Linked DNA regions of Sus scrofa: all the other regions are linked to region 1. The links are chromatin contacts, called in public HiChIP or PLAC-seq maps. All regions are on one chromosome and are shown on one strand. The core of a region is the stretch at or near the end of the contact, and the rest is flanking DNA. Distances in the headings are between cores, read along the strand shown.

Evidence for each region. HiChIP or PLAC-seq counts read pairs in DNA pulled down with a chosen protein or histone mark.
Region 2: a contact with region 1 is called in an H3K27ac HiChIP or PLAC-seq map of skeletal muscle. The contact joins the promoter of SLC4A3 here to the promoter of CHPF in region 1. A contact is called at or near these places in 2 of 47 Hi-C or Micro-C datasets (skeletal muscle and subcutaneous adipose tissue) and 1 of 2 datasets of contacts at active chromatin or transcription factors (skeletal muscle).
Region 3: a contact with region 1 is called in an H3K27ac HiChIP or PLAC-seq map of skeletal muscle. The contact joins the enhancer-like site here to the promoter of CHPF in region 1. A contact is called at or near these places in 7 of 47 Hi-C or Micro-C datasets (embryonic fibroblasts, fetal skeletal muscle, heart right ventricle and 4 more) and 1 of 2 datasets of contacts at active chromatin or transcription factors (skeletal muscle).
Region 4: an H3K27ac HiChIP or PLAC-seq map of skeletal muscle shows a contact between it and region 1. The contact joins the promoter of DES here to the promoter of CHPF in region 1. A contact is called at or near these places in 1 of 5 promoter capture datasets (fetal skeletal muscle), 5 of 47 Hi-C or Micro-C datasets (heart right ventricle, omental adipose tissue, skeletal muscle and 1 more) and 1 of 2 datasets of contacts at active chromatin or transcription factors (skeletal muscle).

The regions. Positions count from the first base shown.
Region 1 is chr15:121,552,275-121,554,974 of Sscrofa11.1, forward strand. CHPF (chondroitin sulfate synthase 2) reads right to left here and starts at 1,316. Exons shown (of 4, transcript XM_003359649.4): 1 at 604-1,316. The coding sequence starts at 917. TMEM198 (transmembrane protein 198) reads left to right here and starts at 1,412. Exons shown (of 5, transcript XM_021076309.1): 1 at 1,412-1,758; 2 at 2,072-2,275. The coding sequence starts at 2,110.
Region 2 is chr15:121,628,485-121,631,184 of Sscrofa11.1, forward strand. It overlaps SLC4A3 (anion exchange protein 3), which reads left to right and starts at 1,310. Exons shown (of 25, transcript XM_021075196.1): 1 at 1,310-1,561; 2 at 1,739-1,881; 3 at 2,205-2,370. The coding sequence starts at 2,244.
Region 3 is chr15:121,467,353-121,470,052 of Sscrofa11.1, forward strand. The region is part of intron 6 of SPEG (striated muscle preferentially expressed protein kinase); the gene reads left to right. Among named protein-coding and RNA genes, the nearest start is that of SPEG, 25 kb to the left of the region's middle. Within about 2 kb of position 1,374, at least 20 of the 83 cell types and tissues checked have an H3K27ac peak or open chromatin away from gene starts, as enhancers often do. A contact at or near this core is called in skeletal muscle, where this site is marked.
Region 4 is chr15:121,427,258-121,429,957 of Sscrofa11.1, forward strand. DES (desmin) reads left to right here and starts at 1,345. Exons shown (of 9, transcript NM_001001535.1): 1 at 1,345-1,966. The coding sequence starts at 1,386.

The DNA.
Region 1 (2,700 bases), core at 66-2,565:
CATTATACCACAAATATGTCACACAAATGATGTAAAGGAATGAATAGCATAGACATGTAGTGAATGTGTTTGGGGAGCTCAGGGGTTCCAGGATCTTACCTTCCACAACACAGAAGGTAAGTTGCAGAACTGGAAATTGAACTCAGTGTTACTTAGGAGAAATTAGTTCAACTCACAGGCAGAGGCATTAATGGGATGGGTATATCACCCTTCCCCCAGGAACCTCAATACCTCCCCATCCAGGTCTCCACACAGGAATAAGAGAGGTAAATCCTAGTTCTCTCTTTTCTCTTTCCCTCTCTCTATACCAGTCTACACCCATCACCGAGCCAGGGAACTGAGGATCTCTGGGGGCCCGTGGTGTCAAGCAGGTTTAGGACAGAGGTGGGCAAGTTCTGCCCAGGCCTGGATGAGGCCCAGGGAGGCCTCAGATGGGCTCCACACCTCCCCGAGAAGCAGGGCTATCGGAAATTATCAGGGCCCAAAGACTTCCTGGCTAGCCAGCCCCTTCCTTCCGGAGCCTGACCCAGCCCCTGTCGGCCTCCACGGCGCGCCTGTCCAGGCCGGTTCACAGGGGGTGGGGCTGGCGAGTCTGATCCCTACCTGACGGCCTTTTTGGCGGCCTGGCCAGGCTGTGCGGGGTGATAGGGCAATACGCGCGGCTCCCAGTTCTCCACGGCTCCTGCGCCGGCCCCGGGCTTCTCGCGCTCTGCTCCAGGTTGCACCGAGTTGGGCCGGCGTGCCGCGTTTGTGTTGCCGCGCGGCGGCAGCTCAGAATCTCCGGGTTGGGGCGGGCCTGGGCCGCACGGCTCCTCCACCCAGGTGACGCTGAGCAGGCTCAGAGTGAAGCCCAGGGAGATGCCCACGGCCACTGGCCCTGCGGGCCGCAGCACCGACAACAGCAGCGATGCCCGCATGGCGCCAGGACCGCGGGCCCCGGGCCTCGGAGCAGCCCCAGAGCAGCTAGAGGAGGCTCCGAGGGGGCGGGACTGGGGAGGGGGCGGATCCAGAGGGCCCAGGGCAAGCAGGCGGGCCCCCCCACTCCGCGCCGAGCAGAGCCCGCGGTGCCAGTCGAATCCCCAGCGCTGCGTTCTGATCCCCTTCCAGCCGCAGCTCGGTACCGCTCACCGTCCCGGCGCTGGGCTCGGGAGCCTTAGCGGGGGCCGTCGCTGTCCGACGTGTCACTGGGAGGGCCCCGCCCCCGGGGTGTGGTCTCGGGCTCCAGCTACCGGAGAGGGAGGAAAAGGGGGAGGTTAAAGGGGAAGGACCCCCGGAAGTGCCCCCTCCTCAGTGCGGGAGAGGCAGACGCCGGGGGCGGAGTCGCCTAACCTCCTCTCGGCGTGGTTGGTGCGTCTCGGGTGACGTCAGAAGCAGCCCGCCCCTGCCTGGATGGTGCGCCCTGAGTGACGTCAGGAGCAGAGGCCGGAGCTGTCCATCAGCACCACAGGCCGCGGGCGGGCTCAGGGCATGGGGCCGCGGCTCTGGGGCAGCCCAAGCCCCTGCTCCCGCTCCTTTCCCTTTCCCAGGCCCAGCCCGAGTCCCCGAACGCCGCGGACCTGGAGTGCTAGCCGGTTTTGGAGGCGGAGCGGCGACGCTGCCGCGCAGGGACCGGTCCCTCCGGCCCAGCGGCCCCCTTCCCCTCACGGCGGACTTTTACCGGACCCAAGTCGGCTGGAGCCCCTGGCACCCTGCAACCCCGGACACGCCGGCTTCTGCACAGCCTCTTTCGCTCTGAAGCTCAGGTCGCCTCCGGCCCAGGTAGATCTTGGACAATCCCAGATTTAGCCGCCCACAGACCAGTCTTCTAGCCGCCTGCTTCTCACTGGCAGCACACTGACCTCATCTCCCCACAACCCAGTTACCCTTTTAACTTCATCCCAGCTCCCTCTAGCCGGGCACTTTTGTTTCCCTTTGTCTTTTGCCCCTTACTTCAGGGATGCTTCCAGAGCTGTGTGATGTGAGCACCACTCCTTTGTCCACTGTGTCCTTGCCTAGTTCTCCCACTCCCATTCTCACTCCATCGTGGTAGAGACCCAGGACTCCTCTTTGACCCCAACTTCCTCTCTGTCAGGCTGACCTGGGAGGGTGACTCCCTCTGTTCCCAGCACTATGCCAGGCACTGCGGCGACACTGCGGTTCCAGCTGCTGCCCCCCGAGCCAGATGATGCCTTCTGGGGTGCACCCTGTGAACAGCCCCTGGAACGCAGGTACCAGGCACTGCCGGCCCTCGTCTGCATCATGTGCTGTCTGTTTGGAGTCGTCTACTGCTTCTTCGGTGAGACCTCATCTCATCCCTCACTGGGGCTTCCCCACTGTTTCCCTAAGTTATTTTTCTGAGGCACCCTCAGCCTTCTTTAGAACTTTACCACCACCATAATAATTATCTTTCTTTTCTCTCTCTCTCTTTTTCCATCCCACAAATGTTTGTAGATAACTTAGACTCTAGATCCTAGAGAACACAGGTTTTTGAGTTAGGCATGCTTGAATTTGAACCTGGCTCTGCACCTTACTAATTGTGATGCCTTGGGCTCATTAACTGCTAAGGTCCAGTTTTCTCATCTGAACAGTGGGAAGAATGATACTTGTCTCACACAGGGTTGTTGCAAGAATTAGTAAGCACTGAATACATAATAGCTCTTGTGATGAAGATATGTTTGGGTTACTATGCTAGGTAGGCACTGAAAACATTTAGCAGGGTAA
Region 2 (2,700 bases), core at 60-2,559, 76 kb after region 1:
TATGGCTTCTATAGTAGCAAAGATGCAGTCTCCTTAAAAAGTTCACCTGGGAAGTGAGGCGTATGTTTCAGCCTGTGCTCATGGCAGGGAAGGTTTCACAGCAGTGGGCAGGCAACCAAGGTGGGGGGGTGGGGGGGGTCCCTGTAGCACATGCAGATAAACATTAGACATGAAGCCAGAAGCCCTTGGGTTTGATTCTCAGCCATGCCGCCTTCCCACAAGCCTTGGACATTGGGCAAGTCATTTAAACTTTCGGAACCTTGTTTTTCTCACCTGTCAAATATGATCAAGATGCTCTATGCCGAGGAGGGCTGTTGTGTGCTCATGAGAATACAAATATCCGAGGGGTTTGTATCTAAATTTAAGGTAATGAAATGATTGTGGTTGTTAATTCTAGGATTCAAGGATGGAGACGGTGAGAAATGATGTAGTCATAAGAGAGGCAAAGAAAAATGTGCCTTTGGGTTGAGCTGAGACCCAGGTGAGGGCAGGGCCGGGAGAGGGTAAATTACATTTCCAAGGTCACAGGGTTAAACCTCTTCCCCCACACAGAGTCCATCACCCTGTGCCTGGGGCAGGCTTGGTTTCCCTCTCCTGGGCCTGGCCAGTTCCACCCTCCCTGTCTTCAGCTGCATCCTGGGTTCTCCCCCCACATCCTCCTAAGTTCGCCTAAGGATTCAGGGACGTGGCTTCAACAAATATCATGGAGGGACTGTTAGGGACACGGCATTGTGCTAGGTGTCCGGTTTCAGCCAGACCCCAGAGGGTCAAACTGGGATTCAGTCCTTCCTTTCAAAGACCTTTCCGCTTGGAAAAGGGGCTGTGACCTCAGGGAGTGGAAGAGGGAGAGAGGGGGTCTGGAAACTGAGCCACAGAATCCTACAGCTCGACGGAACTTTCGAACACTCCGATGCCCAGGCCCCGCTGGCTACGAAGGGGAAACCGAGGCCCAGGGAGGGGAGGTAACTGCCAAGGTCAAACGTTGGGCGGTGCCTAGTGGCAGAAGGCCGGCATCTGGGGCTCTGTCGGGATCGACAGAACAGGTGGTGGGTGCTTCCCCGGCTCTGCGAAGCTCAGTTTCCGACGTTGGAGGGGCTGGCGTCTGCGGAGGGGTCGCTTCCAGGGCTCTTGCAGGGAGAGGAGGCGAAAAGCAAGGTGGTGCGTGAATCTCGGGATTGTGGGCGTGGGGAGCGGCGCCCCCGCCCCCGGCAACGCGTGGGGTGCGGGAGAAGGGGCTGGGGGAGCAGGTGGGGTCCTGCGGGGGCCCGCGCGTGGGGGCCGGGCCGGCGGGTGCGGGGTGAGTCACCGCCCGCCCGCTCCCATTGTGCGGCCCCGCGGCGGCGGCGGCGGCGGCGGCGGCGGAGCTGCAGAGCTGAGCGCGAGGAGGTGGAGCCGCGGGGCTGCGGGCTCCGGCGCCTGCGTCCGCCCGGCCCGCCAGGCTCTCCGCGGCCGCGGGCGCCTCCCGGCCGTCCACCCTGCGCGGCGACAGGCCCCGGAGCGAGCGCAGGAGGGAGATGGGGCGCGGCGGCCGGCCCGGGCCCGGCAGGCCCGGAGCCCAGAGGTACCGCAGGGCGGGGCGGCGCGCGGCGGCCCGGGCTGGGCCCTGGGTGTTTCGGGCGTAGCGGGGCCTCTAAGGGTGCTCGGGCGGGCTGGAGGGGCATCGGGCATCGGGCATCGGGCTCCGGGGAGGGGGTGGGGGCGGCGGCGCGAGGCTTCTGACCCCGCCTTCCCTCTCCAGGGTTTCCCACTAGGTCCCCGCAGCGCCCCCTTCTTCTCACCCGGGCCACGGGTCGTTCAGTGAGTCAGAGCCTTCCAAGCCACCTCTCCGGACATGGCCAACGGAGTGATCCCGCCGCCCGGGGGCGCCTCCCCCTACCCCAGGTGACTGAGGCTCGCAGGGTCGGAGGAGGGGGAGGGACCTCAAGGAGGAAGCGGGGCGGGGTGGGGGGGGTGTCTTCTGATCAGTCCTGGGACCCCAGACACAGGGATGGAGCTAGGCTTGGGATATGGGGAAAGAGGGGGTCTTACAGGTTATTTTTCGGAGCTGTTGCCCCTTCTCTTCCTGGGAAACCCAAGAAGCCTGGGAGGTTGACCCCTTCTTGGGCCACAGGGAATGGAAGATGGAATCTGCCGGGGCTTGAATTGGGGTGGGTGTGGGGTGATCATGGGTCAAGGGTGCTTAGGAAAGCTGTCTGAGTCTGCAGGTCCGGGTGCCCTTGGAGGAGCCCCCTCTGAGTCCAGACATGGAGGAGGAGGATGATGACTTGGGGAAGACCTTGGCCGTGAGCAGGTTTGGGGACCTCATCAGCAAGCCTCCGGCCTGGGACCCTGAGAAGCCCAGCCGCAGCTACAGCGAGCGGGACTTTGAGTGTGGGTAGCCTGGGGACCCCTAGCGTGGCCGCCTCACCACCATCATCTTCATTGCCACCATCACCGTGCTCACCACTGGCTTGGTCACCCGGTGCCATCTTATGCTGGACGCTGTGCTGGACGCTGTGCTGGGCCACCATGCCATGTTAAGTCATCCTGCCTCACTCACCCATCACCTGTCTGCCTGTCAGGGGAGCGGGGGCCCGAGACACAGGGGAGAGGTAGGGAGATGGGCCTGAGGACTCTCTTGGTGACCTTCATCGTCCCAAGGCTGTCACACTCTGCCACCTCTGTTCTCTTCTCTCTGCCACCTCCTCTCCCCTCCTGAGC
Region 3 (2,700 bases), core at 124-2,623, 85 kb before region 1:
CCTTGGGAATGCGTTAGAGATGTGTGACATCAGCCCCAGCCAGACCTACTGGATCAGAAACCTGGGGGTGGGGCCCAGTGAGCTGTGGTTTAAGGGGCCCTCCACGTGATTCTGGTGCAGGGTGGACTCTGAGAAGCCCTGCCCTGAGGCAGGGACCTTGTGCCAGGTGGGAGGCCAGGTGGTGCAGTGGGAAGCACGTGGGCTGTGGAGCCAGACCTCCACGGTTCAGAGCCCGGCCTCGAAGTTTGGTGGTCAAGTGAGATGGAACTTGGTGATACCACCTCTTGCCACCAAACCTTTGCGTGTGTAAGAATCGCCATGGGAAGTTCCCATTAAGAACCCAACTAGCATCCATGAGGATGCAGGTTCCATCCCTGGTCTCGGGCTAAGGTTCCGGCATTGTGGCAAGGGGGCATAGGTCGAAGATGTGGCTTGGATCTGGCATTGCTGTGGCTGTGGTGTAGGCCAGCAGCTGCAGCTCCAATTTGACCCCTAACCTGGGAACCTCAGGCGTGCCACAGGCGTGGCCCTAAAAAAAAAAAAAAAAAAATCACCTGTTGGGGAACGCATTCTAACAAAGCAGTTTCCTAACCCCTGTTTCAAGAAATCTAATTCTTCAGGTGTGAGTAAGGCCCAGACACTTTTTTTTTTTTTTTTTTTTTTTATGGCCGCCAGGGATTGAATCCAGTCCGCAGCTGTGACCTACACCTCAGCTGTGGTAATGCCCAATCCTTTAACCCGCTGCACCAGGCCAGGGATCAAACCGGCACCTCCGCAGGGATCTGAGCCGCTGCATTCAGATTCTTAACCCACTGCACCACAGTGGGAACTCTCAGAAATTTATAGTTTAAACAGTCTCCCAAGCGGCCCTGATGCTGGTGGTTCAAAGACCACAGCTGGTGACAGATCATTGATCAGCCTCCTTGGCCATGCAGTTCTGGGGGTACACAGGGGTGAGGGGCCGCTGCCTTGTTTTGAAAAGACCTAGTCCTGAGTGTTCTTCCTGGGCTGCTCTGTCAGCCCCCCTCTCTAAGGAACCTAAGGAACCTCCAAATCCCTTTGTCACAGGGTGTCCCTAGGGTGCTATTCCCCCAGCCACCACCAGGGGTCTCAGTCTCCCTGCAAACTCCGCCCTTCCAGCTTTAATCTCTGCAGGCCCTCCCTGGGCCCTTGCGCTGCCTCAGCATTGTCCATCCAACCTGGAGGTGACCCCAGACGTCACCACACTCCACAGCGGGGAGGGCACATTTGCCTCCAGGGGCCATGCCGGTGATCTCAGCATCGGCTAGTGGCCAGACCCCGAGCAGGTGCTTGCCATGTGCCATCCTGACTTCCCTCTCCACCCCCACCTCAAGCCAGTCTGAATGGTGGACCTTCCTCCTTCACTGGCCATGCTGAGGAACACAGGTCACTGCTTGGGAATGTGGCCCCAGGCGGGCGTGATAGAAGGTGGGAGAAGGCCATGTGACCTCTCCTCAACAGCTCTGCAGCTCTGCTGCTGTCTCCCGGCGCCTTCCCCACCCAGTCCAGATGGGTGCTGGTTGTGAGGGGTCAGAGTGTGGGGGGTGGACAGCCTCTGTCCTCCTGACTGTTGGCCCTGGTGGCGCTGACAGGGTGAGGGACCATTGCCAACAGAGCCTGTAAGAGAGGGGTTGGGTGCAGGTCCGGTTCCCCACGTGGCTGCGAGGCCAGACCTGCCATGGCAGGAACAGGAAGGTGGAGGGGGGATTCTGGGCCCTGCAAGTTGAGCGGGCATCTCTGCGAAGGAGGCCAAAGGTCCTGACAACTGATTCGCAGCACAAGGGAAGACTGGGTGCGGCCTGACTCTGTAGTATTTGAGGCTTGTCAGTGGATTCCAGCGTCAGGGATCTTGGCTGTTTGTTCAGGGAAAGGGGCATCATGGGGGCTGTTTGCCATCGTACCTCCTCTGCTGGACATGCCGAAACAAATGGGGCAGCACAGGCATCTTGGCTGCTGCAGTGCAATGCCATCCCCATCTTCCCCTGGGCACCGAGGCCCCCGCCCTTTGAGTCGAGGCGCCGTTGAGGTGGCTTTGCATTTGTCAGGGTCCAGAAGCTGTAAGGAGAGAAAAGGCAGATCCCGCGGTTTGGGAATGAGCAGGGTGGCTAAATCCAGCCGGCGCGCGGCGCGCTCTGCCCCTCCCCTCTCCTCCCCTTCACTCCAGGGCCCAGGCGGCTTGTGGTCTCCGCAGGAACCACCTCCCCAGCCAGCTGCCTGCCTGCCACCCAGCCGGTCCAGGCCTGGCCAGCCCCCACCCCCTCCCTCCCCCTCCTCAGGCTCCCTCCCCTCCCCCAGGACCTCGTGCAGCGCCTCGGCAGGGTCAGCAGAGTAAGTGGGGCTGGGCAGGCTGGGCTCCTGCTCCCTGGGGAGCCGGGCGGGGTGGGCAGTGGGCAGGCGGCAGGAGGGCCCGGTGCCAGGACAGATTCTTCAGGACAAGTGCAGGCCGGGGTCTGCGTGCAGAGTCTCGGGGTGAGTTGGGGGGCAGCCCAGCCGGGGTACAGGGCCAAAGGGGCTTGGGGTGGGGGACCAGGAGGAGGGGCCAGGGGGCTGTGGCAGGCTCATGTCTGTATTTGGCAGTCGGATAGGAGCCAGCTCAGTGAGGCTGGGCCCCTGGCCAGTTGCAGGGGAGGGCCTCAGGGCCCTGGGGACACCCCTCCCCCAAAGCAACGCCGGTGCCCC
Region 4 (2,700 bases), core at 95-2,594, 120 kb before region 1:
AGAGCTAGCGTGCAAGAGCAGCCCTCAATTTCCAAGCTTTGCATTCCAAAAGGGTCAGGCCCAAGAGAGGCCTGCAGAGTGCCAGGTGGAGGTGTCCAGAGACAGCCAGGATTCGTGGAGAAGTGGGAATGTCCTTAGGGTCAGCCAGCACCTTGTCCTAAGGAGCCTGTGGAAGACTGGTCAGCCCTTCTGGGGCTCCATTGCTGCTGGGGGCATGGAGCATTATGGGGGTGCAAAGCAACTGGGGCTCATCACCCCAGCCTTCCTCCACCATCTGACACTCAGGTACCCGGCCCCCACCCCCAGAGCGCCTCTCCGGTGCGCTTTTTTTCCCGGCCTGATGCATTCTCCTCTATAAATACCAGCTCTGGTATTTCGGGTTGGCAGCTGTTGCTGCCAGGGAGATGGCTGGGTTGACATGAGGCTCCTGACAAAACACAAACCCCTCGGTGGGTGCGGGTGTGGGTGGTGTGAGGAGGGGCATGAATCAGAGGCGGGAGGTGGGCTCGAGGGGAGGAAGCCAGGCAAAGTTAGTGGCATGGGGGTGAGAGTATACAGTTATAATTGTCATCATTGGAAACTGAGAGCCTTCTAGCCCCTTTCTGGAAATCACTGTTGTTTATAAGCTTGAGGCCCAAGCCCAGAGGGAAACTGAGGCTGGAAGGAAGCTGGCACCCCAGTGCTAGCAGACATAACCCAGCAGGCAGGTCTGGCTCCCATTGCTCCTTGTCCCCGGGAAGCCCTCCCAGCCTTTCCACCTGTCCAGAGACCCTCCTCCTCTCAGCCTGGCTTCTGGACTCCTGGTCTTTGCCTGAGCCCTCCTAAGTGCTTGCCACATTCAGAGAATCTTGAGAAAAAACGGGTGATTTGGAGCCTTTCTTTAGAAACAGGCCTTGCTCGACATGACCCAAAATCTCTCCTGGGAGCAAAAACGAGTCCCTGTAAGTAAACATTAGCCTCTCCCCGATCACCCCCAGGAGGAAGCCGGCACCCCAAAGGCTGAGAGGGGGCCCCCCTTGGGGTGCCAGACGTGCTTGAGCCCTGGCCAAGCGCTTGGCTGGCCTGCCCATCTTCTGCCCTTCTAGGTCCATCGTTCTCTCCCACACCCTTCAGGGGCCCCCCTACCCGCCGGCCGAGGGGGCACAGGCCTCTTGCGGGGGAGCTGGCCTCCCCGCCCCCACGCCAGAGGCCGCCCTTTCCTGGCAGGACAGCGGGATCCTGCAGCTGTCAGGGGAGGGGCGGCGGGGGCTGATGTCAGGAGGGATACAAATAGTGCCGTCGGCTGGGGGCCCTGTCTCCCCTCGCCGCATCTACTCTCCAGCCGGCCGCCCGCCGCCGCCGCCGCCTCCTCCTCCGCGCCGCCCAGCCAAGCCCGCGCCGCCACCATGAGCCAGGCCTACTCGTCCAGCCAGCGCGTGTCCTCTTACCGCCGCACCTTCGGCGGGGCCCCGAGCTTCCCGCTCGGCTCGCCGCTGAGCTCGCCCGTGTTCCCGCGCGCGGGCTTCGGCACCAAGGGCTCCTCGAGCTCGGTGACCTCCCGAGTGTACCAGGTGTCGCGCACGTCGGGCGGGGCCGGGGGCCTGGGGCCGCTGCGGGCCAGCCGGCTGGGGGCCACCCGCGTGCCCTCCTCATCCTACGGCGCGGGCGAGCTGCTGGACTTCTCGCTGGCAGACGCCGTCAACCAGGAGTTCCTGACCACGCGCACCAACGAGAAAGTGGAGTTGCAGGAGCTCAATGATCGCTTTGCCAACTACATCGAGAAGGTGCGCTTCCTGGAGCAGCAGAACGCGGCGCTCGCCGCCGAGGTGAACCGGCTCAAGGGCCGCGAGCCGACCCGGGTGGCCGAGATCTACGAGGAGGAGCTGCGCGAGCTGCGGCGCCAGGTGGAGGTGCTCACCAACCAGCGCGCCCGCGTCGACGTCGAGCGGGACAACCTGCTGGACGACCTGCAGCGGCTCAAGGCCAAGTGAGGACCCGAAACCCCCTCTCCATGGGCTGGGGCGTGGGAGGCTAGGCCTAGGACTGGATCCAGTTGTCAGCACCCAGGGAGAGGAGGGTTGTTGCTGTGTTCCCCGAAGGGGAGGGACGCCTGGCCTTTCCCTTTGCTCGCAGTCTGCAGAGGAGGAATCTTCTTGCAGACATCATGAGGAGGAAAGGCGAGACCTGGGAGGACCAGGTGCCTTTTAAAAAGCATCTTAAGATGCTGGGGTGATGTTGCTGGGAGTCAGGTATGTAGGTGGAGAGAGGAGGCCCAAGTGCAGTCAGAGAGAGACTCTCAGCCCATCTGTGATGAGGCCCTGGGGCTGGGGGTGGAGAGGGGATCTTGGCCCCTGGGCCTGGCTGAGGCTGTACAGGGGGACCGGATAAGCTAGAGGAAGGGGGAGAGTGCCTGGGGGGTGCAGCTCTCAGCAAGCTTGGGAGGACTAAATGGTGGGCTCCACCAGGCTCCCAGTACATAAAGGCAGCAAGTATAGAGCAAGGACTCATGGGTCCTGCTTTTGGTGGCCCAAGAGAACAGAGTCCCTGTCCTTCCACCCAGGTCACAAATGTTAAGTGAGCACCTACATGGGTCAGGCTGGGGCTGGGGCCTGGGAACACAGAGGTGGATAAAATAGACACAGTTCTTAATCCCAGGGAGGTCACAGTCTGGTGGGGACAGAGGCTTCCAGGGTGTGGCTCCAAGGCAGCGATTGGGCCACT